Linked DNA regions of Mus musculus: all the other regions are linked to region 2. The links are chromatin contacts, called in public promoter capture Hi-C maps. All regions are on one chromosome and are shown on one strand. The core of a region is the stretch at or near the end of the contact, and the rest is flanking DNA. Distances in the headings are between cores, read along the strand shown.

The links. Promoter capture Hi-C pulls out the DNA fragments that hold promoters and counts their contacts. Capture Hi-C pulls out chosen DNA fragments and counts their contacts.
Region 1: a promoter capture Hi-C map of adipose tissue shows a contact between it and region 2, with 5 times the contacts expected there. The contact joins the promoter of Ncoa7 here to the promoter of Echdc1 in region 2. A contact is called at or near these places in 2 of 39 promoter capture datasets (liver and pre-B cells), 1 of 15 datasets of contacts at CTCF or cohesin (large pre-B cells), 7 of 484 Hi-C or Micro-C datasets (B cells, CD4 T cells, CD8 T cells and 2 more), 7 of 115 datasets of contacts at active chromatin or transcription factors (astrocytes, embryonic forebrain, large pre-B cells and 4 more) and 2 of 9 other capture datasets (adipose tissue and liver).
Region 3: a promoter capture Hi-C map of pre-B cells shows a contact between it and region 2, with 6 times the contacts expected there. The contact joins the promoter of Trmt11 here to the promoter of Echdc1 in region 2. A contact is called at or near these places in 10 of 39 promoter capture datasets (the 3T3-L1 cell line, cranial neural crest, hematopoietic stem and progenitor cells and 5 more), 3 of 484 Hi-C or Micro-C datasets (CD4 T cells, nephron progenitors and uterus), 4 of 115 datasets of contacts at active chromatin or transcription factors (acute myeloid leukemia, astrocytes, embryonic forebrain and 1 more) and 2 of 9 other capture datasets (adipose tissue and liver).
Region 4: a contact with region 2 is called in a promoter capture Hi-C map of pre-B cells. The contact joins the promoter of Hddc2 here to the promoter of Echdc1 in region 2. A contact is called at or near these places in 6 of 39 promoter capture datasets (the C10 cell line, the HPC-7 cell line, HPC-7-derived erythroid cells and 3 more), 1 of 15 datasets of contacts at CTCF or cohesin (large pre-B cells), 5 of 484 Hi-C or Micro-C datasets (B cells, CD4 T cells, macrophages and 2 more), 2 of 115 datasets of contacts at active chromatin or transcription factors (astrocytes and stem cell-derived neural progenitor cells) and 1 of 9 other capture datasets (adipose tissue).
Region 5: a contact with region 2 is called in a promoter capture Hi-C map of liver, with 4 times the contacts expected there. The contact joins the promoter of Hint3 here to the promoter of Echdc1 in region 2. A contact is called at or near these places in 9 of 39 promoter capture datasets (the 3T3-L1 cell line, hematopoietic stem and progenitor cells, liver and 4 more), 6 of 484 Hi-C or Micro-C datasets (CD4 T cells, CD8 T cells, forebrain and 2 more), 10 of 115 datasets of contacts at active chromatin or transcription factors (acute myeloid leukemia, embryonic forebrain, fibro-adipogenic progenitors and 7 more) and 3 of 9 other capture datasets (adipose tissue, liver and macrophages).

The regions. Positions count from the first base shown.
Region 1 is chr10:30,801,959-30,804,658 of GRCm38.p6, forward strand. Ncoa7 (nuclear receptor coactivator 7) reads right to left here and starts at 1,368. Exons shown (of 16, transcript NM_172495.6): 1 at 871-1,368.
Region 2 is chr10:29,312,120-29,314,819 of GRCm38.p6, forward strand. Echdc1 (enoyl Coenzyme A hydratase domain containing 1) reads left to right here and starts at 1,381. Exons shown (of 6, transcript NM_025855.4): 1 at 1,381-1,614. The coding sequence starts at 1,548. Gm46218 (a long non-coding RNA gene) reads right to left here and starts at 1,298. Exons shown (of 2, transcript XR_001779751.2): 1 at 1,118-1,298.
Region 3 is chr10:30,599,340-30,602,039 of GRCm38.p6, forward strand. It overlaps Trmt11 (tRNA methyltransferase 11), which reads right to left and starts at 1,361. Exons shown (of 13, transcript NM_028604.3): 1 at 1,251-1,361. The coding sequence starts at 1,322.
Region 4 is chr10:31,312,072-31,314,771 of GRCm38.p6, forward strand. Hddc2 (HD domain containing 2) reads left to right here and starts at 1,334. Exons shown (of 6, transcript NM_027168.2): 1 at 1,334-1,412; 2 at 2,444-2,565. The coding sequence starts at 1,344.
Region 5 is chr10:30,617,013-30,619,712 of GRCm38.p6, forward strand. Hint3 (histidine triad nucleotide binding protein 3) reads right to left here and starts at 1,354. Exons shown (of 5, transcript NM_025798.3): 1 at 1,191-1,354. The coding sequence starts at 1,340.

The DNA.
Region 1 (2,700 bases), core at 118-2,617, 1.5 Mb after region 2:
AATAGTGCTTATAAAATTGGAGCTTACAATAACAATTTTTTCAAAATTCTAAACCTTATTGCTTAACGTAAAATCCAAAACGGCAGCCTGAGAGGAAACAATTTTATTAAAAGCCCTAATGTATTACTTTTATTTCAAGAACAGGAAAAAAAGACTCAACCAGATTCTCAGAAAAGCAAGGGTCAGCTCAGAGTTGAAGGCGAGGCCGGAGACAAGACTGCCTCTGCTGGCGCATCTTTCAGAGTCTCAACTCCCGACACCTGTATCAAACTTGCAGCTCTCAAACCCATTGGCTCCAGTCAGCTTTATCCTACGAGAACACGCCAGCCTCATCCATCACCTACCTAGGTAATCTGATTTCTAGAAAGACTTTCCTTAAACTGACACCCAAAATGTTAAAGTGTTTGCACCACTGACTTTATATACCACTCGGCTAGCTGTAAATTACACAAAAATTCATAACCACCCCTAAATACCTCTAAAACAACAACCGTGGTCGTCTACATTTTAGCAAAAAGAACAGGAAGAACGCATTTGCTGATCCTGTTTTTTAAAAATGCAATGACACAATCTACTTGAGCTCGAGAAAAAGGCAACGGTCTCCTTTCAAAGAAGCTCCGCGCCAACCTATCCTTCCAAGCTCTCCCAGCCCCCAACCGAGGGTCCCCTGATTGTTAGCGAGGAGGGTCCAGTGGCCCTGCGCCCCGGCTCGGCCTCGAACGTTCCAAGCAGAGCGTTTCGGGTCCCCCGGGGGCTGCGCCCAGCGCCATTAGTACACCTCGGCAGCCCAGGAGGGAGGCTCCGGTTCTTCCTGGCCGCAGCATCAGCAGCCGGTAGCCTTCAAGGCCTGGCCCCGCCTCGGCGACCTACCTACTGGGCGGGGGCGCGGGCTCCGCGGGTCTGGGCGAAGTGGTTCGGGAGCACGCATTTCTGGGAGCCGTGGCCTCTGCCGCTGGGCGCTGGGAAGCGCATCCTCCGGGGTGGGAGGAGGGGGAGGGCCGGGGAGGGGATCGCCCGCCGAGGAGGAGCTAAGGGAGGCGTCAGGCGCTGCGGGGTGCGCTCCTGAAGGGCTCCGGAGTGCCGATCTGGCCCGAGCAGCCGCCGCCGGGGTGCTCGAGGCCTCGCCCAGGTACCTGCAGCAGCACCCACGGTCAGGGCGCCGGGCGCGAGCTGGGCGGAAGGCGGGGAGCTGCGGTGGCGCGACGCCAGCCCGGCGCCCGCCTCTAGCTCCGCCCGACCCGGGGCGCGCGCTGCACTCGTCTGCTGCGGCTGGGACCCGGGAGCTCAGCCGACCGCCTTAGCGATGCGGGCTGCAGCTGCGACATCTTGCCTGCCCCGTGCGACCTCGGAGCCGCAGGCTGGACAGCCTCGAGGTGGCTCGGGCCCCCGAACCCTGGGCCCAGCGGCTCCGCCCCGGAGAGCTGCGCGCGCGGCCTCCGCAGGCCCCGGCCATTTGTGACGCTGTGATGGTCAGGCAGTCAGTGAACCGAGTACGGTCTGCTTACCTGGCCCCTAATCTTATCCCTTTTAGCTGGCTCCTGTCTGGATCTTGGAGGGAAGTTAGCGCTTATGGGCACATGTGGAGTTAGAGCCCTTGCTGGAGCCTTAAAGTCCTTTTACTTCACCTTCCAGCTCTAGGACTAGGGGCAACCATAAATTCATCCTCTGTCATTTCCAGCATTGCCTTTGGCAAAGAGGCCCACTGTCTTCTTCTGTCCCCGGTACAACATCCTATAAGCTGCCCAATTGTAAACCTTATAGCCAAGGCAATGCGATGTAGCAACGGGCAGTTCAGCTGGCTCTTGGCTGGGGCTGGAGAGCAGCTGAGTGGGAAGGTTTTTTTGTTTTTTCTTTTTTTTTTTGTATGAGCCCAGGGCCCTGTTTCTGTGAGCTTCCAACCTGTATTGGACGCTGTTCCCTTTACAGTCCAGTGGCTATAACTGCAAGATGACTCGGAGGATCTGATCGTGAAGATCACTCTTAAATACAGGAAGAAAAAAGTGTGTGTGTGACAGGTGTGTCCTAAGCCATCAACACACACAGTACATAGAGGCTTCCCCAGGTTGCTGCTGCTTCTTGGTACTGCCAGTCTCTCTGGAGGGTGGAGCAAAGCCCTTAGCAGCCATGACTCTGAGATTTCAGCAGCAGATGATGTTACATGGTCATGCAAATATGGAATCACTTCCTGGTTTTGCACTGACCATCTGTAAATTCTGACATCGGGTTTGCATGTTTATGCTTTGAGTAGGAGACACTTCTTTCTGTGTTCTTTACACCCCTTTTGGTATCAACCTTGAGTGCAGGCTCTGCTGCAGGTACTGTTCCCACCCTTTAACTCGGTCAGCACCCTTTTGTGCCTATGAACCCAAGGTTCTGACGAGAAATAAAATAGGCCTTGATTTCTTTTCTCTTAGGCAAAAGTATAACTGAGTATGTGTTCAAAGTGGTGACTTGCTGATAGAGTGTTCCCCAAGTTTTCCAATGCAATGCCAAACAATGACACTGTCTTCATTATCTCCCCTGGAAGTACATGATGGATCACATGCTAAGGATAGTTTGTCACTAAAGTGAAAGTCTGAATAGAATGGGGAGTTGTACTCAAATGGTTGGGATTGGGGGTGCTTCTAATTTAAAGATTCTTTGGTCATTCTTTTTTGTGACTGAGTATTGACTGATTCTTCTGAGTATTGACTGATTCAT
Region 2 (2,700 bases), core at 131-2,630:
TGTTTGTGTAGAGGCTGGAATGTGACAGGTCCAGGGTCACATGATAATTTATCTTGGACCATCATTAGCTTAATAGTCATTTGCTACCACCTCTCTGTGACCTAACAATTTAATGGTCCCTGGGTAAGTCTTTTGGAACAGACAAACTAATAGCTTCCACCAGTAGAACTGCTAAGGATGCGGTCAACTATAATTTGAGAGCTACAGATTCTGAGACCTAAGATCTGAGACTTAAAATCTCCTTGTTCCTTTCACCCCATGCTTTCACATTCCCATCAGTGTATTTGGAAAATAATTTTTGTTGGTCTGTTACCCTAACACCTTCATATTGGAACAAAGAACTGGGGATAACCCAAACCTCACTTATATTTGGCTTTAGAATAAACTCTCTGCCTTTTGAAAAATACTAGAATTAAACACTTCTAGTAACGATTTCTTCCTACCAGTTCAGCTAACCTAGGCTTATTAATTCTTCCTTATTAAACACACCTTTGTATTATAAACTGGTCACCATTTCTGCCCTACTGCTTTGCCACATTATATCCATCCCACCAGAAAACATGTTTTTATTTCTTTGATCATTATGTATGATAACTGCAGAAGTCTATGAACACCAGAGTGCCATCCAAAGCAAGGTACAGAGCTGACAAAACTGACCCCCTCTGGACACCCATCTTTCTTTTCTCCCCTTTCCTTCCGTTTTTAAAAACAAAAACATTTTGCTTCGAGTCTTTAAAGAGCACATGACATAGTCGTGTCACAAAACCTGCTAAGTATTTTTTGACAAACGATAAAATACTGCCCCCAGCAGCTCTTAAATCCAAGAAGGCTCAGCGCTCTTTAACTTTCTCTCGCCTTCTTGTCTTATCGTTCCCTTTTTTCATTTGCAGCCAATTGGGGTACGAAGTATTTGGGTGGCCTCCTTTCCCTTGTCTGAACCCTAAACCAAGGAGATGTCAACCACGGAAAAAAACCTGAGCTCCCTGCTCTAGCTTACAGCAGTTGAGGTGAAAGTTCCAGACATGAAGAGTCTGATGGGGAGGGGCGGGACTTCCGGGTCGCCAGAGTTCCTTCAGCTAACTCAGGAGCTCTGGCCAAAGGATCCCGGGGAGCATACCAGGAGCGGAAACAGGCCCGGAGCGGTGTGGAAGCCGGAAGAGGCTCGCGCGCAGCGGAAGGTGGGGTGCGGGAAGAGGGTCTCAGGACACGGAAGCGCAAGTCAGAGCCAGGGGCTGCGGGCCGGCGGTAAGGCTGCGGCCAAGTGACAGGCCGCGGAGATGTCCCCTCCCCCTCGCCCCCTCGCCCCCCGCACCCTGGCCAGCGCGCTGTGGCGTGATTGGGTGGCGCGCCTTTGCGGGCCAATGCAGAGCGAGGGGGCGCGCGGCTGCGCACACGCTCACCGCGCAGGCGCACTGCCCTCTGCTGGCTCTGCACCGCAGCGCAGGCGCCGCCGCGCAGGTGGGCTCGTGAGTTCCTGCAGGTCTCTGGGAAATCCTGAGGCGTTGCAGAGAACGTGGGAAAATCCGCTAAATTGGCAGTTTCAAAGGATGAGAAGGTGTGAGGTCAATTCTAAGCCGATTTCTGAATATTTTGGAATCCCTTGTGAGAACCGAGGTAATGTTCCGTGGGATCTCTACCTGTGAGCTAAATGATCTTGCTTATTTCAAACTTTTCCTACATCTTTGTTTCGTGAAGCCAACTTTTTCAACAAGAAGAGCAACCCAACTTTGATGGGAGCAATTAAAGTTATCCTATTCTGTCTCCACTTTTATCAAATCTCAAGGAGTTATGAACACCTCACTAAGGACATCACCACACGTTAGCATTTCTTAATTTCCTAACTTCCACATCGGATTCTCTAACTTGTTATTGTTTCTTGTTCTCCGTGCTAGAGATGTGACCAAGACTGATCAAAGAGTTAGTTTGAAGAAATAGCTCCCTCATAGGAGCCTGACAGGTTAAAAAAAAAAAAAAAAAAGTGAAATCTTGGGGAGGGAAGAGGAAGATGGCAACAAGACAGGCTTGTTTTGTTTGTCTTTTTGACTTGAAAACCAATTAGTTGACAGCTAGCTGAGGCGCAAAGAGGATGTGCAACAAAGTGAATTAGAAGAAACCAGCTAGATGGTGAACTAGCCATGTGTTTTAAGAAAAATCTTGGAAATCCCCGTTTGCCAGGGACTGTTCTCAACACTTCGGATGCCTTCTTGGAAACTAAATTTACTAGGACGACTTGTCAGAACTAGAAGTTAATGATAGTGTTTGATGTGACCACAGCTGTTGGTAGTGGAGATGGATTTTATGTAGTCTGGGAACTTAGAGAAGATAACTTGAAATTACTGTCAGGAAAAAAAAAAAAAACAAAAAACAACCCTGTAACAGTATATGTGCTAAGATTTGGGATGACAAAAATCAATATTTGAGGAAATAAAAGTTCTTTTCTTTGGTTTGTGTGGGGAGAGGTGTAGGTGGTGTGTAATGTGAAAACTTGAGAAACAGGTTATATATTTCATTCAAAAGTACCTTATGATTTTTCTTTGTTTACTTATGCTAATTGTTTTAAATATGGAATTATGTTAGTTTTCTAGTATAATTTAAGGACTTTTAATGGAAGAACTAGCATGTAGAATTGGAGAGGGAAACCTTTGGTCCCAGATGGCCAGAGGTGCTTTGCAGTGGCTTGGCAGTGAGCATGTTCACCTG
Region 3 (2,700 bases), core at 111-2,610, 1.3 Mb after region 2:
GCACTTTTTTTTTAAAACCTGTGGGTACACTCACAAAAGTAAGGGAGGCCTTGTGCCAACGGAGGCCAGAAGTGTAGGCACCCCTGGAGCTGGGGTTACCAATGGCTGTAGGCAGTATCCTGACACAGCTGCTGGGCGCCAAATTCAGGTCCTCTGGAAGAGCAGTGTTCGTAACCAGTGAGCCAACTCTCCAGTTCCAGTGTCTCACCACTCTTTAAACATGAAGTTGAAGAAATCTCATCCTTTCCAGGTTTTCTTACGCAGAAAAATGAAATGCTTATCACAATCTAGATTTGTTCTCACCTCCTACATTGCCACTCTATCCTGTTCTCTTACTGCTGACACTAGATTAGTTTCTTAATCATTTAATATTCCAACAGATTCTTATTAACTCCAGTCTTATTGCTCTCGAGTCCTTCCTTCATTTTACTTTCTATTAAAAAACAATCTAATTCTGCCTCTTTACTTTTAAACTGTTTAATTCCTCTTCCAAGCTATAGTGTCCTCAAGTCTGTTTTCTCTGGTCCATCAGCCTACTTCTCTCTCTTTACCACTCTGCTACGTAGCTGGTGACGAGCAACGAACAACAGTTTATACTTCTAATGGACTTATTTCCTTGGCCCCGGTAACTAATACTGTAGCTCATATGTCACCCCCACCTTGAAAGGCAACATCCTTCATTCATCAATGGACAAAGATTCCCTTTTTAAAAGGCCCCCATACTTTAAAGGTTCCCACTAAGAACCCTCCATCATTGCACTTCACAAAGTTATGGCTATGCTCTCGCGTCCGCTAGTCCTGAGCCTAAGTAAACATTACGCTCTTTAAGGGCAGAGCTGTCAGTCAGCGCATCCTTGCCGTTCGGTGCACGCGACTTCAGGCGCTGTAGAAAATGTCACTTGAGTAAATAAAAAAGCTTCCCCCTCCCCAACTTTATTAAGTTCCACCCCAAGCCTTCCATCATGCCTGAACCTATATCGACACTCCTCACACTCCACCGAGAGCCCCCATGGATGTCTCCATTCTGCGTCGGGTCAGGTTCACCTGCTTAACTGCGGCGCCAGGAGCACGTGCAGAGGGGTGAATGGCAAGGCTCCGTCCTGGAGAAAGGCTGCCGGGGACATGGTCCGCCCAGCGGCCTCATCCCCGCCCCAATCCAGGCGCGCGCCGCTGCCCGCAGAGACCCCCCCCCCCCCCAGCCGGCGCGTGAGGAGTGCGAGCCTCTGCGCCCAGCACCCAGGACGGCTCACCGGTAAGCGGAACTCCAGATGCTCCTGTGCCATGAGCAAGAGATAGCGATTCAAGGAGCCCGGCAGCGCCATTGCAGCTACTACCGTGCGCCTGCGCGGCCTCCACGGGCCCGCCCCCTCCTCCTCCTCCCTAGAGCCAAGTTTCCGCCGAGCCTCATCCCGGAGCCGGAAACGGAAGCACGACAAGGAACACTGGCGGGTGGCACTTTCTAGGAAGGGGCGCTAAGGGCAAGAGTGAGATCCTGGTGTTCCCACCGTCTGTGGCTACCCTAGCACGCTCCCCTTGTGAGATGCATTGTTTTAAGAGGCAGGCTGCAGTGATCCCGCGCAGTTCCCCAGGGATACTCCACTTGGAGTGTTCTTCTGACTCCTCCCTCTGTTCTTCAGCTCAAAACTGGACCAAAACTTCACTGTTAAGTGTAGACTCTTAATCGTTCGAGATTCAGCCTCACCTGCTTGAACACTGAGTGTACTTTTAGTGATTTTGCAAAAATTTTTCAAGAGCTGTCAAGGACCCATCTCGGGTTGCTCTGTATGGAAACAAACAAACAAACAAAAGCCTTCCTCAGACTTGCACTCCGTAATTATGCTATGTTGTTCCAGGCACACAGTAAATCCACAGCCAGTGGTAGATTAAAAACATTGGTGAAAGTTACCCTAATTACTCAGATGGGCCTAATACCATAACAGTTTGCAAGAGACATGGCTACCTATACATAAGCTCGACAAGTATCATTTCTGCTCAAAGTACTGAACCCTTTGTACTGCTGAGGCCTGTATTTTTGGGTTTTGTGTTCCACCTTGGTAATGCACAGCATATACAAGTATCCTGTGCCAGAAATATAGTTGATGCTTATTGGTAGTGATCAAGACAGCCAGCACACAGACAGTGGTGACCCTTGTTACCCAAACCTCAGTTCCATTTATTATCCCTATGCTCTCAGCGAATTTTGTAACATCTGTGAGCTTCAATATTCTTTTAAGAACTGGAGTATTGCATCCTACAGATAATAGCTATAAGTACTAGGTGTTACAATATTCAAACTTCAACGTATACTCTATTGCATGGGACCAATAAATAGCATTGGGAAATGTTTTTTGTTGTTTTAAATGAGAATTTCTGCTTTTTTTTTTTAAAGAGAGATTTGCCTTTGTTAGTGTTGTTAAAAATCCTTTCACTGAGGACAATGTAAGCAACAGCAACCATGTCTACCAAAATCCCAAGAACAAAACAAGGCACATTATCACCAAAGTTCACTCCAATGAGCAATGAGTTTATTGGGTTTCCTTCTAGAGAATCGATGAGGACTCACTCACCTGGCTATGGGCACTCCTACCCTAACAGGATACACCTGAAAAGCTTTACCCAGCAGTGAGATGGGCCAAGGAGATGGATAGACGTTGACTTCCCAGCATTCCCACTCTCTAGTGTAGTACCTACAAACCAGCT
Region 4 (2,700 bases), core at 84-2,583, 2.0 Mb after region 2:
GAGTGACTAACAGTATGATTTATAGGGAGAAAGCAGATAGGGACTATATATAAAACCAGGAATAGGGCTTTCTACACCTAGGACCTTAGCATAGCAAGGCAGCCTGGTGGTGCTGGCATTTGAAGCTTGTGCTTTATAGATAACACAAACCACTCACCTACTTCAGTGCTGGAGAGCACTTGGGACCTCATGCACAGCTACACTACACTGCCAACTTTTCATTTCTTCTGTAGAGCTGACTTTAGAATCCTGGATGCTGCTCATGGATGCTACTTCAGTGCTGGAGAGCACTTGGGACCTCATGCACAGCTACACTATACTGCCAACTTTTCATTTCTTCTGTAGAGCTGACTTTAGAATCCTGGATGCTGCTCATGGATGCTGCCTCAGGGTTCTGTAGAATCTACTGAGCAACATTCTATACCAACATTATGCTATGATGACTATACATTTTCTAGTATAGTTCCCGGTATAGTATTCGGGCTCATATGGAAGAGGTGGTAGGTATATCAAGTAGTGAGAAACGAGAACAGACAATGGTTCATTAGAACCATCACCTTTTAGGGCCCTGTAAATAAATAAACCTACTTTGTTACAAATAAAATTGGAATTCCTTTTTATTTCTCTTTCTTCTTGAATCTTATTCATATCCTCGACTCCCTCTGCTTGAATTTGTCCATATCCATTAACTGCATTTAAAAGTTTGTACCATCAAATTGTCAATGGAAACTAGTCAGGTAGTCCTGGAAGATCCTGATCAGTTTCCTGGCAGAATGGATGCTTGTGGTTTCACCATGGGCTTCCTCTTACTAGCCCATTTCCTGCTTCCTCCAAAGTTTCCTGGTATGTCTGCCAAGCATTGCCTCCCTTCACAGGCTTGCCCAGTGCCTTTGTTAAACTGGTTAAGCGAAGCTTCTTATAGCTAGCTCTTCCTGCCAATCAGACACTGGGCTTCTAAGAAGCAAGGTTTGCAGGCATTATCCAGCTTCATCCTCCTTAGGCCTTTCTGCCCTTAGCGTCAAGCTGCGATTCCTGTGAAAGTTGATGGTTACTTGGGCAGAGACCATCCAAAGTCTGAGCACAGACCTTAGTACAGAGAAAGTGCTCTACCAAAGGAGGAAGTGGGGCTGTGAGGAGGAGCCAAAGGGTGGGGAGGAGCTGAAGGAGGGCGGGGAGGAGCTGAAGGAGGGCGGGGAGGAGCTGAAGGAGGGCGGGGAGGAGCTGAAGAAGGGCGGGGAGGAGCTGAAGGAGGGCGGGGAGGAGCTGAAGGAGGGCGGGGAGGAGCTGAAGGGGAATGGGGAGGGGCTTGAGGTTGACACCGCCCAGCTCTTATGCACTTCAGCATGGCTTTGGCCTCGTCCGGCTCTGGAGCCGGGCTGTTGCGTTTTCTGCGTCTAGTTGGGCAGCTCAAGGTGAGCGGGTGGGATCGGCTTGGCCGGGAGGCGGTGCGGCCCAGCTCAGGCACCGACCTCACGCAACCTCCCTCGCTCAGCCCGGCGTTGCTGGCGGGTACGCAGCCGAGGCTGGACCGGGGACTCGTGCACGCTCCATGCCCAGCGCGGCCACAACCCAGGCCATGGCGATGCTGCGGAGCGGCAGCGGAAGGCAGGAGCCGAAACCCCTGCACGTAGGCTGTGGAAACCTTCCTCTATCACCGTGACTTCCGGAACTGTTGGTTTCAGTAAATCGGTTTCAGCGTGCACCAGCCCTTGCTTGGCAGAGCTTGTGCAGAGCCCCCTTTGTTCCAAGATGAGCTGTTCTGTAACACTGCGACTATTTGTGAAATTCGTTAGATGCATAGAACTCCCAGAGAAAATGCAGACTTACACAGGTTGAGAAGTAGTGAAAGGCTTGACTGCCATGGAAACTCCTCCAAGCCATCTGAGTTAGAATTGGAGAGTCTGTCACATGTTGCATGTACAAAATATTCTATTATTGTATGAAATGAGTTTTTGGACGGCACAAACCTACTACTCTCATAGTTAGGAATAATACTGGGGCTTTGCTTTGCATTTTTCCTAACTACACCACAGATGAACAGCACAGGCTGGCAGCCTGGAACTTGGGTCTTCACCTGTTGAGTTCTTAGATTCCAGGCGTGTACCACCAGGCGTACCACCAGTTTTGCTTTTATGTCTAAAAACTTTTTGTGTATTATCCCATAGTTATACTTCACTAGCACAGAGTAAAGACTATTGGACTTTTGTATACTTTTGAACATTTTTGTATATTTGTGAATTGTCCACTCACTAGTGAGATTTCAGATTTTTATCGATATGATTAGTTTAAATGAAACATTTTTAAAAAAATAGGTTTGAAACCACGACTCAGCTGACATGTGGCTCTGTGGCCATTCTCTGGCATTTTCTTGAAGAGCACCTGTCATTTTTTGTTGTTGTTCCCAGGGATAGTGTTTTGTTTAATTCCTTATCTTATTTATTAGAGAGTTCCACGGACTGGCTGGGTATACAGAAATGTCGAAAAGCCAGAAAGCGTGTCAGATCACATGTACCGGATGGCAGTTATGGCCATGGTGACCAGAGATGACCGTCTTAACAAGGATAGGTAAGTTATTTGAACATTGATGCTTATGAAGGTTTCTGGACTCTGTGTGAGGATGACTTCAGTTGTAAACTATAGTAAGTTTTCTGTTACATTCTGCGTTGGTCTCAGGGGAAACAAGTGAGAAGTTAGGGCCTT
Region 5 (2,700 bases), core at 104-2,603, 1.3 Mb after region 2:
GTTTGTTTGTTTGTTTTTGTTTTGTTTTTCAAGGGATTTCTCTGCATAGCCTTAGCTGTCCTTGAATTCACTGCATTGACCAGGTTGGCCTCCAACAGAGAGATCTTTCTGCCTCTGCCTTTCTGAGTGCTGGAATTAAAGGCATGTACCACTACCACTCAGCTATTTCTAAGAGCCCCTTAAAAATAATTCGTATCAATGCCATGAGACTCATACACAAAGAGTAAGACACTGCCCTTGGTACTGGTAAGCCCCCTGCTAAGAATATGTGATATGCCCTTTGCTTAAATGAATTCTAAAAATACAGTAAGAAAACCATACAGAGATCTGTGAGGCAAAGAATCATCTCTGACTTTTGTTGGAAAGATTCCTCAAACAAATTCTTCATGATGCTGGCAACCCTGATTATACCAAAACAAATAATTTCCTCTGCTCTTATTTGTATAATTATATATCAACAACTTATATAAGTGCAATCATTTCCTGTGTTTACAATGAATATATGTGTAATAAGAATTTTAAATGCAAGATGATAAATCTCTCTCAAAAGATTAACTCTTTATGAAGGATGATGAGATGTAAAAATGTTAGACCCAGGGGAAAGGGAGAGTTTTCTGGAATTTCCAGGCATGACATGACTGTTGCTCTCCCGATCTCGCAGCAAGTATGATTAACTACACTTGATCTGCACAGGTTTGAACCCTGTCGAGATCTTGTAACGAAAAGGGGAGTAGTTCATGAGGCTCTCACGGTAGATAAGGAAGATTCTTACAAGCTATTAACTGTAAGTATCAGTTCGACTTCAGACCCAGTCCTGAAACCCCATTCCAGCCCATTTCAGTCAAATTCACACTTCTTCACCACGTCCAAGACCTGTTTTCAGCAAGTTGTACGCTCTCTAACGATACTGGAAGAATACATAATTTTAAAATTACTATCTAGAGAAGAGGAAGACTCCCTAAAATAAAAGTAAAGACACAGGATGCTGCTGTGTTGCAAATGCATGCGAGGGAGGCGAGAATGCTGGGCTCTATCACTGCTATCTCTCCCTACTGAACAGCAAAGGCAACACTGGAGACCTCTGGGTCCCTGACAGAAGTCAGTCACTGTTTAGTTCGTCTGCAGAGACAGAAGCCTGCGAGCAGGGATTGGATGCCTGGTCCCCACCCACCCGGCCTGTCGCCGCCCACCTCACAGTGAAAGAGTTCAGTTTTGGGTTCCTGACCCGCCGCCACGCGGCAGAACACGCAGTTGCTGTCATAGTTCCAGGACTCCGAGGTCCCAGGCGAGGACCCCTCGGGATCCGGCTCTCCGACCAAGCCCGCTTGCTTCTCAGCCATGGCGGCCGAAAGGCGACGTCAGGATCAGCTGAGGTGCGCAAGGCCCGCCTCGGGCGGATGCACCTGGAATCGCCGCCCTAGGGTGGCCCGCCTAGTGACACGGAGTCTGCGCACGCGCAGGGCCAGACTCTGGGTATGGGACACACCAGATAGCTCGGCCTCTAAAAGGGCGACGATCAGAGGGCAAGCCCGGCGCTCCGTGATGACGAAAGCAGCGCAGCCGCAGGAGCCCACTGCTCAAAGGCGTTTTCTGACGGGAAGACCTATCCAGGGGTTGGTAACATTCATCTAAAGTGTAAAGGATATTGCTTTCACGTCCCTATAGTGTATTACACTCCCGTTACAAAAGAAAAAGAGTATAGAAATTCGATTCTTTTAAGGGTATGAGAGGATGAGTCAAACGTATAGAGAGCCTTGTTTGGCAAAGTGAAATTTCCGAGTTTCCTGTGTACTTACTTGTTCAGCCACAGTAATTTTAGGATCTGAAACCAAACCAAACAAACAAACCCGGCCAAATTGGTCTCTACATGTTTGCTTTTGTTTATAGTACAATGTAAATCGAAAGGGTCTCCTATCACACATATGTCATATGGAGAGAAAAGGTAGTAATTGAGAAATTCCCTGCCAGGTCACCTGATTCATTGTAACAATTTTCTCTTGTATTCCCGGCTATTTAGGAAAGAGAGGGAGAGAAACCCTTTGGGAACAATCATGCGCGGAAAAGTATCAGTTCTTAAGTATGATGTGATCTCACCTTTTTACAATACATGGCATTTGCTGAGCACCAAATACTCTGTTTCTCTAATTGTGAAAACTCCCAAGGTTGATTATTTTATTACAGGTCTACAGAAAGAGACAGATTCAGACTTATTTTCTTACCACTTACCCAAATGATAAAATTCAAATAAATGTCTAGTTCTAGAACCCATAATAACACTTAGTGTGACTTTAAACTCAGTAGTGATTTTAAGTGAATTATCTTGTAATCTGAAACAGTAACGTAAGTTAAGTAAGAGTACATGCACATTCACGTTGCATTTAATTCCCTTTGTAGTTAACCATATGGTGTGCAATCATGACAATAGCTTCTCAGATCATCACAAGTTTGAGGCAGGACTCAGAAGCAGAAAATTTGACTTTGACACATTTAAATATTATCATGTTCCATGTCTGTTCTTACACTTTCATATCACGCTGCTTTTTTATGGTGTGTGTATGCATGCACACACACAGTAGCTGTATGTCTTTATCCATGTAGGTACTTGAGTACTTGGGCTGCCTCTTGGGCCATGGTGGGGGGGGGGGTGATCTGTAGATGCCTTTCATAACTGCTTGTTTGATATTGAAAGCTTTTGAGTTG